Regions from separate parts of the Mus musculus genome. Here all the other regions are linked to region 2. Evidence: chromatin contacts called from public Hi-C and targeted proximity ligation data. All regions are on one chromosome and are shown on one strand. The core of a region is the stretch at or near the end of the contact, and the rest is flanking DNA. Distances in the headings are between cores, read along the strand shown. Region 1 overlaps Ms4a15 (membrane-spanning 4-domains, subfamily A, member 15). Region 2 overlaps Cd6 (CD6 antigen). Region 3 holds the start of Pga5 (pepsinogen 5, group I).

Region 1 (3,292 bases), core at 365-2,864, 170 kb before region 2:
CTTAAGCAGTACTCATGTCTGCTAAGAATCATTTCAGTGTGAGGGCCTGGAAACCAGAGCCCCAACTGAGCTCCACCTTGTGGGAAGTAAGAACACCATTTTTAGATGCTCTTGATATCACACCTTTGGCTGGAAGAAACATTAGAAAGTCCTTAAAGATATCAAACAACTTCTGCCACCCTCTGCATGGGATTGTCGTTCAATAACACTATTTACCTGAAACATGCTCTTCTTTTGCATGTATGTGCATGCATGGGTGTGTGTGTACATGTATGTGCATGTTCATATATGTGCAATTGTGTGCATGTGTCGTGCAGAGTCCTGCCTCTCTGCTGGGGGTACCCAGGCATGTGCATGTGTGTGGAGGTCAGAGGTCCACTCTGCATGTCACTCTTCAGGGGACAACTACTTTGTTTCTTTGAGAGAGAATCTGGAACTCATTGGTCTGGAGCTCACCAAGTAGGCTGGGCTGGCAGGCCAGAGAGCCCCAAGGATTCCCCGGCACTAGGCTTACAAGTTCGAGCCCACACCCAACTTTTTACATGGGTTTCTGGGACTCCAACTCAGGTCAGTCCTCATGCCTATACAGCAAGCACTTTACCTGCTAAACTGTCTCCCCAACTTATGAAACATTTATTAATCACCTACAGTGGACAGAAAATGCTCATGACAGCCAATTTCACCCCATGCCTCCACTGCCATTCCCTTGGAGGTACTCCAACCACTGGAACCCTACTTCATCCTTTGTGGAGACTCACTATGCATCTCAAGGGCAGGTCCAACCGGACCCTTGTGTTTTACACTCACCAAGACGAATCAGGCTCATCACAGAGCAAATATCTAGCATAAAGATGTTCATCTACTGAACACAGGAAATGGACTATGTCAAGAGCCTGCTATTCCAGAAACAAAGATGGGTATATTTGTGTTGTCCACAGTGCCAGAATTTATTGACTAACAATAAATTTTCAAGCCAAATACTTCCAATTTCCCCTTAATAGCTGACTGCTGACTAACATGTGTGTTTTTATTCTGATCTTAAGTATTAGTGTTAACTCTCAGATCACACCTTATACACCTCAGTGTGTGTGTGTGTGTGTGTGTGTGTGTGTGTGTGTGTGTATTAAAGAATAACCTCAAAAGTACAGAGATCACAGCACAGTTTAAAGAGACCTTACCAGAGGCAGAGAGCTACTAGAGACACAAATGGGCACTGCATCACTTCATTGGTTAGATAAGATATTAAGGACCCCAGTTGGAGAGCTGAAGGCACAGGATTGCAGAGCTGAGGGGTGCTACGGAAATGCAGGACCATAGAGAAGTGCAGGGCTGGTTCAGACAAAGACACAGACTGGTTTTCCACCAGTCGGTGGAAACCAAGCTGAGCTGGAGCCGGACAGTCCGCCTGTTGGTCCCATGACACACACATTGGATGATCAGATGCCAGGTCAATGGGGCCATCCCGACTGCGGTGCCAGGCGTCTCCTTCATAGGTCCAAGTGGTACTTTTCATCCTTAGGAGTAAATTGTCTGTGCCCTGTGGGTGGTGCTGGGCAGGTGGTGGTTCTTGTGCACACAGTGAGACAGAGTCATCATGACTCACTGTTGGAACTCACAGGAGGGCCAAATGCTGCCTCTCAAAGGCAGTCGCCCAGGGCAAGGCACAGCCCAAAGCCACTCTTTAACACAATATGGAGTAACTTGGAGCACAGCAGAGCTTGGTTCTCACAGGCTGTGTGACCTTGCAGCTGTAATGACTCATGAACACAAACCACAGTCCTACAAGCCATGAGTAAATACATGTTTGTGTGCTGGATAGATGATGTGTTTTAAAAAAAATACTTCAGATGAAGATGCTACAACAGTTTACTGTGTAAACTGTGGCCTTTACCAGGCCTATAATGTGATCGGTTCTGTGGCCTTCCCCCTACATTTTTGTCCAAAAAGTAAAGCAGGAAGAGGTTACCATCTAGCCCCTTGTCTCACAGTGACTACATGGGCCAGGGTTCAAATCCTGGCTTCTGTCATGGAGCTGTGACTTGGACTGCTGGGTTCTTCACCACATGTGAAAACCAGCAAGGCAGATGGCTGTTTAATGTCATATAATCCACTAGATTAGTGACTGCAGCACCCTGGGAAGCTACCACCTGACATCTAGCTAACTGGTCAATGTTCCCTAGAGAGTTTCCCAGACCAGCCACACCTAAGATTTTCATAATCCTTATTTATCTTGGCTACAATAGTGGTTATTCCTTGGGTAGTCAAAGAGAGCAGGATGTTGCCCCAGGGTAGTTAGGTATCCACAGTTAACAGATGTAGGCCTAGAGGAGGGAGGGAAGAGGTACGTCTTGCCTGGTCCTTCTCTTTCCTTGATAAAATGGTACTTCAGCTAAGCTCCACCTTCCCGAGCTGTGTGTTCTTGAACCATCATTCACCCTCTCTAGGGAAAGAAGGATGTTCAAATAGAAGCTTTTTTCCAAGGTTCCACTTGGGCTGGGGATGTGGCTCAGCAATGGTGATGGGCTTGCCTCAGGTGCAGGCTGGGTTCCACGCCCAGCATTGAAATAAAAGTCCTTCCATGCAATGTAGGAGAAATCAAGATCAGAGTCAAGAGTCCAAAAAGTCTAAGAACCCACTTCGTTTCTGTAGTCTCTTCTCTAACCCCAGCTGTAGCTGAGAATTTGGGTTCTACTGTGACCTCAGTAAGCAAAAGCTGGGAGATACACCATTTAGTCGACAGCCTTAAACATATGTGTGACCACCACTACTGCCTTGTTATCTCCTGAGCCTTCGTCCCCCAGGCTCTCTGAACACGATGTCTGCACCTCCTGCCAGCAATGGTGTGTTCGTTGTCATCCCGCCCAGCAACGCCAGCGGCCTCCGCCCACCTCCAGCCATTCTGCCCACCTCCATGTGCCAGCCTCCAGGGATCATGCAGTTCGAAGAGTCACAGCTGGGGGCGCAGGCGCCCAGAGCTACTCAACCACCTGATCTTAGACCAATGGAGACGTTCTTGACCGGAGAACCCAAAGCTTTAGGGGTAAGGGCAGCTTGTCATGTGACTTGAGACAAACTTGCTGGGCAGGCAGAGTGCCTCACGCTCAACAGGGAGAGGTGGAGGCAGGGGATAGATGTGAGAATTCATTCATGCACTACACAGACAAGAATTCCCTTCCCCCTTTGACCTCACCCAATAAATGAGAAAATAAATGACCAGAACTCCAAAGAGGATTAAGAATGATGGATGGGGGACGGCAACGCTAGCAAAGACGGAAATATCTCTCTGGGGAGC
Region 2 (3,363 bases), core at 740-3,239:
TCCTTTTCCCGGCAATACCTCCCCCTAACTTCCCACTCACCCTTTTATAACCAATAACTCCAATTAGTGATGCTCACAGTGCATGGTGTGGGTCATCCACTGTAGGAAACCTACAGTGACCACATCCTAGAAGGATGATTTTCTCACTTGTAGAAGCCATTAACTGCCAACAGTTCCTCAGCAAGGGATATGGCCTGAAGGGTCCCATCTATGTAGGAACTTCTACTGGCTTCATCCTGAGTCTATGAGCTGTGGTGAGCTCACGTGCACAATAGCCACGTCACATTCAGAAGACAGCACTATCCTCACCCTCCAGCTCTTCCATTTTCTTCTGCTTCCCCTTCCAAGATGTCCCCTGAAGATGTTCCATTTAGGTTTAGATATTTTAGTTCTGAAAAAAAAAAGATATTCTCTTATGCAACGACAGTGCACTTTACAAAAATCAGGAAATTACCCCAGAAGATTCTGTGGATCAGTCCAGTAATATCTAGGAGGAAATTCTGCTCAACATTCTGTGCGCGGTTCTCTCCTCTATTCTCTTTCATCTACAATGATTTACCAGCTTTTTTCAGTTGTGAGCCTAGCCTCTAATGGCGGAGGCATCTCTCCAGTCCTTACCAGCTTTTTCTTTCTCTTTCATAGTGTTGATCTTGAAGCACGCAGAACAGTTGTTCTGTCAAATGCCCCTTAACTCTGTCTGACAATTGCTCCTGACATTTGAGTCATGCCTCGTTGGGCAGGGATGTCATAGGTTGATGTGTATACATCTTAGCATCTCTTTTCAGGAAGCACATGGGATGGACTGTCCCATCGCTGCTGGCCTAACTGATCACTTTCTGCTGGGCTGCTCTATTAGAACTTTCTCTTTCTTCTCTGGGATTAATATGCACTTTCTAGGGAGATATTTTTTGAGAATGGACACAGAAGCATGTAAGTATTCTTATTCCCATAAACCTTTCCCAACTTGTCATAACATAGATAACCTTGCCCAAATCAGTTATAATTATGGCTGCTAGTCTGGGATCTTAGAACTCCCTTCTTTATCTATCACTACTCATCTGCTTTTCTTAGCTGCCTCAATGGGTGAGATCTGATTGGCTTGGTGCATAGAAAGCTGGTAGGAATGAAACCAAGACTGACATCTGCCCTCAGGGAAGCCTCTGATGGCTGCCATCTTGTCCTGCCTCAGATGTTAAGAGTTTGGCTCAGCAACTCTGCCACTGTGGGGCATTTTCCTTCCACTTGGGACTCCAGTATTGAGAGTTGAATCCCTTTTTAAGCTACAGAAGCTATGGGAAAAAGCTAAATAAGCACATTTTTCAATGATATTATTTCAGAAGATAATACACACAGGAAAAGTGATAAAGCAGCCTGGATTAGAGATGCATGTGAGAGCGCCAAGGCCATCTGAGCAGAATTCTGGGTAACACCCATATCTGTGGATACTGGCATCAGGGAAGACATTATTCCAGGCACACAGAATAGCTGCAGCGCAGTGTGTGTGTGTGTGTGTGTGTGTGTGTGTGTTCACGTGTGTTTGCGTGTTAGCAAACCACCGTATATGTATGGAAGTCAGAGAACAACTTGCTGGAGACAGTTCTCTCCCTCCACCTCCTGGGTTCTGGGGATTAAAGGATTATATGCAGGTTGTCAGGCGTGGCAGCAAGTACCTTTGCCAGCTGAGCCACCTAGACCACCTCAGACTTTTCTTGAAGGAATGGAAAAAGAGAAAGAGTGTCCGTTGTTTACTATGCAGTTCAGTGCTGTCTAATCTTTTATCTTCGGAACCAAGGTTGCTGTGGGGAAAGTTTCACTAATTAGTGGGAGCAGTCAAGGATGGAGGCAAATGGGATGGTGGGGAGGGGCTTGTGCTGTGAGGGGCGGGAGTACAGTTTATAGTCGGTGCTGGTAGCCACGCCCTCTTACTCCTCAGCCCACCTCCAGCTTCTCCTGCTTCCACTTTCATAATAGAGAAACGGAACCGTGGAAAGGATTGGCGGGCACTTAAGAAGCCGGCCACAGTAGCTGGCCTCTTCTACCAGCTCTGCCCACTCCCGCCCAGTTCTAGTGAAACTTCAGAAGCAATGTAAACATTAGTCATCCTTATTGTAAAACACTTGTAACAACACATTTTAAAAAGTATAGCAAGAGACCAGAAGTCTCACCCAGCACCTTCACGCAGCTCGCCTTTGTCCTCGAAGAAGGCATTTGTTAATTCTCAGAGAACACTTGGCCGGTTAGCACACGGGTGGGAGTGCTAATAAGTAGGCACAGGCGGTTTCTGAGCAGCTTTTGTGAAGTGACCGGGAGCACGTGATCCACTGGGGTCTGCCAACAACTCTAAACTCTATCCCTTCCACTGTGAACTTGAGAAAGTCCCCACCCTCTCTCAGGTAAAATGAGTTGTACCCAGCCCCTCAACTCTGGGGCTGTGACAGACCCTGTGACTCCCTTTAGTCCTCTAGAGATAATATTTAGTCACCAACATCTGTGAGGCTGTTTAAGCTCTGGCCATATCAACAAAGTCACAAAACCAAGGCTTTAGAAGAACTTGATTGCTTATAGACCCTACAAACATCCAGAAGTAAAGGAAGGCATCTCCCTCCATCTTTCTGATTCCTGTTTCCTCTTCTAGAATTCTCTAGAATTCTAGCCTTCTCCCTCTGAGCTGCTGCTGAATTTCTGTTGCAGAAACGAGTGTAGAGGTGGGTGATTTAGTGTCCTAGGGCTAAGTGACAAAGTCCCAAAGGCAAGGTGTGAAATAAATAAGAGATAATTAATTCCACACAGCCCTGGAGGTTTGAATTAAGGCCCAGGGTCAAGATGTCAGCTGCTGGGGTTCTTACAAAGGTCTGTGAGGGAGCGTGTGTTCCAGGTCTCCTAGCTCCTGCAAGTTGGTGTCCATCTTGGGTGCTCCCTTGGCCTGTAAAAGCATTCCTCCCAGGCTGGGGCTGGAGCAATGTGGTAGACCTGCTTTGCTAGCAGTAAGTCTTAGAATTGATGCCCAGCACGAGGCATGGTGGAGTACACTGTCACCCTAGCACTCAGGAAGTAGAGGCTCTGGAGGATTAAGAGTTCAAGGCCATTCTCAGTTCCATTGAGTTCAAGGTCAGCTTGGACTGGCTGCATGACACCTTGTTTCAGAAAACAAACAGCAAAATACTACTCTGCTCTCTGCCTTCACCTTAACTTAGTTTTTTCCCCTGGGCACTACATCTGTGTGGTTTTATGAAGACAACAGTAATATTGACTTAAGACCTGATCCCACAGGTCTCATTTTAAGTTGAAGAACTCTACAAACACTTTATTTTTAAATAAGGCTACATTCTGGGGTTTAGAAGTTTAGATTCTAACACTTAATTG
Region 3 (3,268 bases), core at 567-3,066, 140 kb after region 2:
ATTGATCTGGAACTACCATTGTGTAGCTACTGCATTGTTTCCAAGATGAGCACACACAGCATGCACCTGGGCCCTTAGGACTGAGCTGTGCTGTGCTGTGCTGTCCCATGCCTCAATTTTTAATTGTTTAAGAATCATTACATCAGCCGGGCGTGGTGGCGCATGCCTTTAATCCCAGCCCTTGGGAAGCAGAGGCAGACAGATTTCTGAGTTCAAGGCTAGCCTGGTCTACAAAGAGGACAGCCAGGGCTATACAGAGAAACCCTGTCTTGAAAAAGAAGAAGAAGAAGAAGAAGAAGAAGAAGAAGAAGAAGAAGAAGAAGGAGGAGGAGGAGGAGGAGGAGGAGGAGGAGGAGGAGGAGGAGGAGGAGAAGGATCATTACATCAAGGAACATCTAGTTTCACAGAATTCACCAGAGTAGAAGGAGAAAGAAGTAAGAAAGTCAGATATAATAGAATAATTATGCATACCAAGGTCAACTGAAAAGCAGTCACACACAAATAAAATCTATATAGCCATTGTCTAGGGCTAATGTTAGAAGAAATGGAACAACTGTTTTTTACAAAGAGCTGCCATGGGCTACTGAGATGTCTCCATCCTAGCCTACTTCAGGCAGTCCCTTATTTCAGATAGCAGGTCCCCTGGAGGGATGTGTCTCCTGTTTCTCAGGGTCCCAGACGCCATCCTTTTCTACAAGGAGCTGCTATGGGTTTCTGAGATGTCTCCATCTCTGCCTACTGCAGGCAGTCCCTGTCATTGTATGCTGTCCCCAGCACCCTATTACAGCTCCCCTGATAGGACCCTGATTTGTCTGCCCATCCAGACGAGCAAATAAATATTCTTCTAAGCATTTTGTCAGAAAAACACCTCTGGGAGCCTTTGGCCTGGGATACATATGTTTACCTCCTTAAACTGGCACTACAGCATAAAATACAGACTAATACTCTTCTCCCCACAGGAGTCCAAGATTCTTCATGGTGTCCCTGTTGCACACTCTGGGATGAAGTGTCTTCTCATTTGCAGGGAGCAACTTAGGAGCCAGGAACAGTGTGTGAAAACCAAAGTGCATGCATCATAATACCCCAGCTGCTAACATTTAAAGAGCAGGAATTTTACATAAAAAAAAAAAAAAATCCAGGCTCTGACTTCTCTCAAAAATGTGGCCAACTTGGCATCTTGGCTTCCTTCCAGCCTGGCACTGGCAGGTCAGAGCTGACTCAAGACTGCCCCCTTGTGGTAAGATAATATGGCATCATGCCCACCATGGCCACCCAGACTACAACCCACTTTGCCTCCTCGGTCACTCTACGAAGGCAAGGACTAGCTGCCTATCTTCTTTTGGTTTTTAAAGAAAAATAAACTTTTTAAAAGTCTTCCACTTATCATGGATACATTTTACATTTACTGTTGTATTTATGTGTTTGTTTGTTTGATGTGGGTGGGTGGGTGCCTCTACCACAGAGGTGTATGGAGGTTAAACTTGGCCCTGGCTATCAAACTCAGGTTGTCAGACTCGGCCTTCTGTTCCTGCCAGCAACCCACTCTCTAATGAGGACAGGCCAGTGAGGAGCTGGTGGGATCTGACCAGCAGAGAGGCACCTGGCACTTACCTTTGTCACTTTATCCACAGTGTCTTTATCACCAAGATAGCAAGAGTCTCTCCACTCTGTGAAATCAGGTGACTTGGTGCTACCTTCTCAGCCACGAAAACTCCCTAGATTCTGAGAATTTTTAGCCCTTTCCTCTCCTGACGAGGGTAAAGATGTTATCAGGGCAAGTTTGCATTTCTTATCAGGCCCCATTAGTGGCCCTCCAGGGTCTGATTAGAGCAGGCCAGACGAACTTAATAAGCAGTTCTCCACACAGCTTCAGGCCCAGAACTTCTCCCTAGCACCTTAAGCCTGAGAAGGGATCATGAAGTGGCTCTGGGTCCTTGGGCTTGTGGCCCTCTCAGAGTGCTTGGTCAAGTAAGTACAAACCGACAGCTATCAGCGGTCTTCCTGGCCTCTTTTTCTCTCCTGTAAAACTGTCTGACCCTCTCATCCCCTGCCCATCCCATGGTGAAGGAGGAAATGAAATCCCCAGTGGCCTTCATAACCTCCAGGTGTCCATTCATCAGTGATAGCTTGCCAAGAACACTGGAAGGCCCAGAAGTCTTGGGGCTAGTGTGCAGCAGCAGAAGTCACATCATGGGCTGTGTGGGTGTCTCTTACCAAAATCCTTACGTGTACAACTTGTGCATCTGTAGGGGTATAGCTGCTACACTGTCTTTTAGGTCTCTCTCAGAATGTCTGTCTGTCTGTCCATCCGTCCATCCCTATAGATCCCTCCTCCACCTCTCTGAGAGTCTCAGTGTCCACAGACCTCTATCTCTCTTTGGGCTCAGACCTCATCATTAGCCACGTTAACTCCCTGACACTTCCCTTTTTTCTCTCCTTCCTCACTTCTGATTGAAACAAGGCAGGTCTGAAGGCTGTTTCCACCTGCGTGCAATGGAGGTGGAGACGAGATGATAAAAAAAAATGTAAGGTTATCCTCAGTTATATATCAAGTTTCTTGCCAGCCTAGGATGCATAAGAACCTGTATATATAAGGAAAGTCAACGTGTGTGTGTGTGTGTGGGTGGGTGGGTGGGGTATTTCATAGGTCTAGCTTTGATGGTAACCATCATGGTGACCAGAGCTGAGTGGCAAGGAAAGTGGGGTTGGGGTAGAATGTCTCATTTTCCATCCTTCCTTCCAGGCTACTTTGAGAAGGACAATACACTGGCAGGAGTGTTGGGACAGACAGCAAGTGTTCCCCACCCATCACCCATCACCCCCACCCTCACCCCAAGCCGTCAACCTGAAGCGGGTTATTGTCCCATCTTCTTTACAGAAAGGGAAGCTAAACAGTTCAGAACGGTCCCATGGCTTGCTCGAGAGCGAATAACAGAGCCTGGACTGGAAACCCTGCCATTGTCTTCTCATTGTGTTCGGTGGCCCTTCCCAGTAATTGTCTTCTTTGGAAAACTCACCTCGCAATTACAATGCAAGGTGTGGTTCCTCTGGTTGCCTCTTGGCTGTCTCTCACTTAATTTCCTTCTGGATGCTCGTTTAAAGAATCCCTCTGATGAAGATTAAGTCCATGCGTGAAAACCTGCGGGAAAGCCAAGTGCTGAAGGATTACCTGGAGAAGTACCCTCGAAGCCGTGCCCACGTGCTTCTTGAGCAGCGCCGGAACCCAGCCGTAACTTATGAGCCTATGAGGAACTACCTAGACGTGAGT

The links. A called contact is a pair of places that touch in the nucleus more often than the background predicts.
Region 1: a targeted proximity ligation map of pancreatic cancer cells shows a contact between it and region 2. A contact is called at or near these places in 5 of 39 promoter capture datasets (the C10 cell line, cranial neural crest, hematopoietic stem and progenitor cells and 2 more), 3 of 130 datasets of targeted methods (embryonic stem cells, memory CD8 T cells and pancreatic cancer cells) and 2 of 9 other capture datasets (liver and pancreatic islet).
Region 3: a Hi-C map of bone marrow-derived macrophages shows a contact between it and region 2, with 39 read pairs. A contact is called at or near these places in 13 of 39 promoter capture datasets (the C10 cell line, the HPC-7 cell line, the SN4741 cell line and 9 more), 15 of 484 Hi-C or Micro-C datasets (the AML12 cell line, CD8 T cells, DN3 thymocytes and 9 more), 15 of 130 datasets of targeted methods (the NIH/3T3 cell line, bone marrow-derived macrophages, double positive thymocytes and 9 more) and 4 of 9 other capture datasets (adipose tissue, liver, macrophages and 1 more).

The regions. Positions count from the first base shown.
Region 1 is chr19:10,984,418-10,987,709 of GRCm38.p6, reverse strand. It overlaps Ms4a15 (membrane-spanning 4-domains, subfamily A, member 15), which reads left to right. Exons shown (of 7, transcript NM_001034898.2): 2 at 2,866-3,040. Among named protein-coding and RNA genes, the nearest start is that of Ms4a15, 7.2 kb to the left of the region's middle.
Region 2 is chr19:10,817,342-10,820,704 of GRCm38.p6, reverse strand. All of the region lies in intron 1 of Cd6 (CD6 antigen), which reads left to right. Among named protein-coding and RNA genes, the nearest start is that of Cd6, 11 kb to the left of the region's middle.
Region 3 is chr19:10,676,619-10,679,886 of GRCm38.p6, reverse strand. Pga5 (pepsinogen 5, group I) reads left to right here and starts at 1,816. Exons shown (of 9, transcript NM_021453.4): 1 at 1,816-1,968; 2 at 3,103-3,262. The coding sequence starts at 1,916.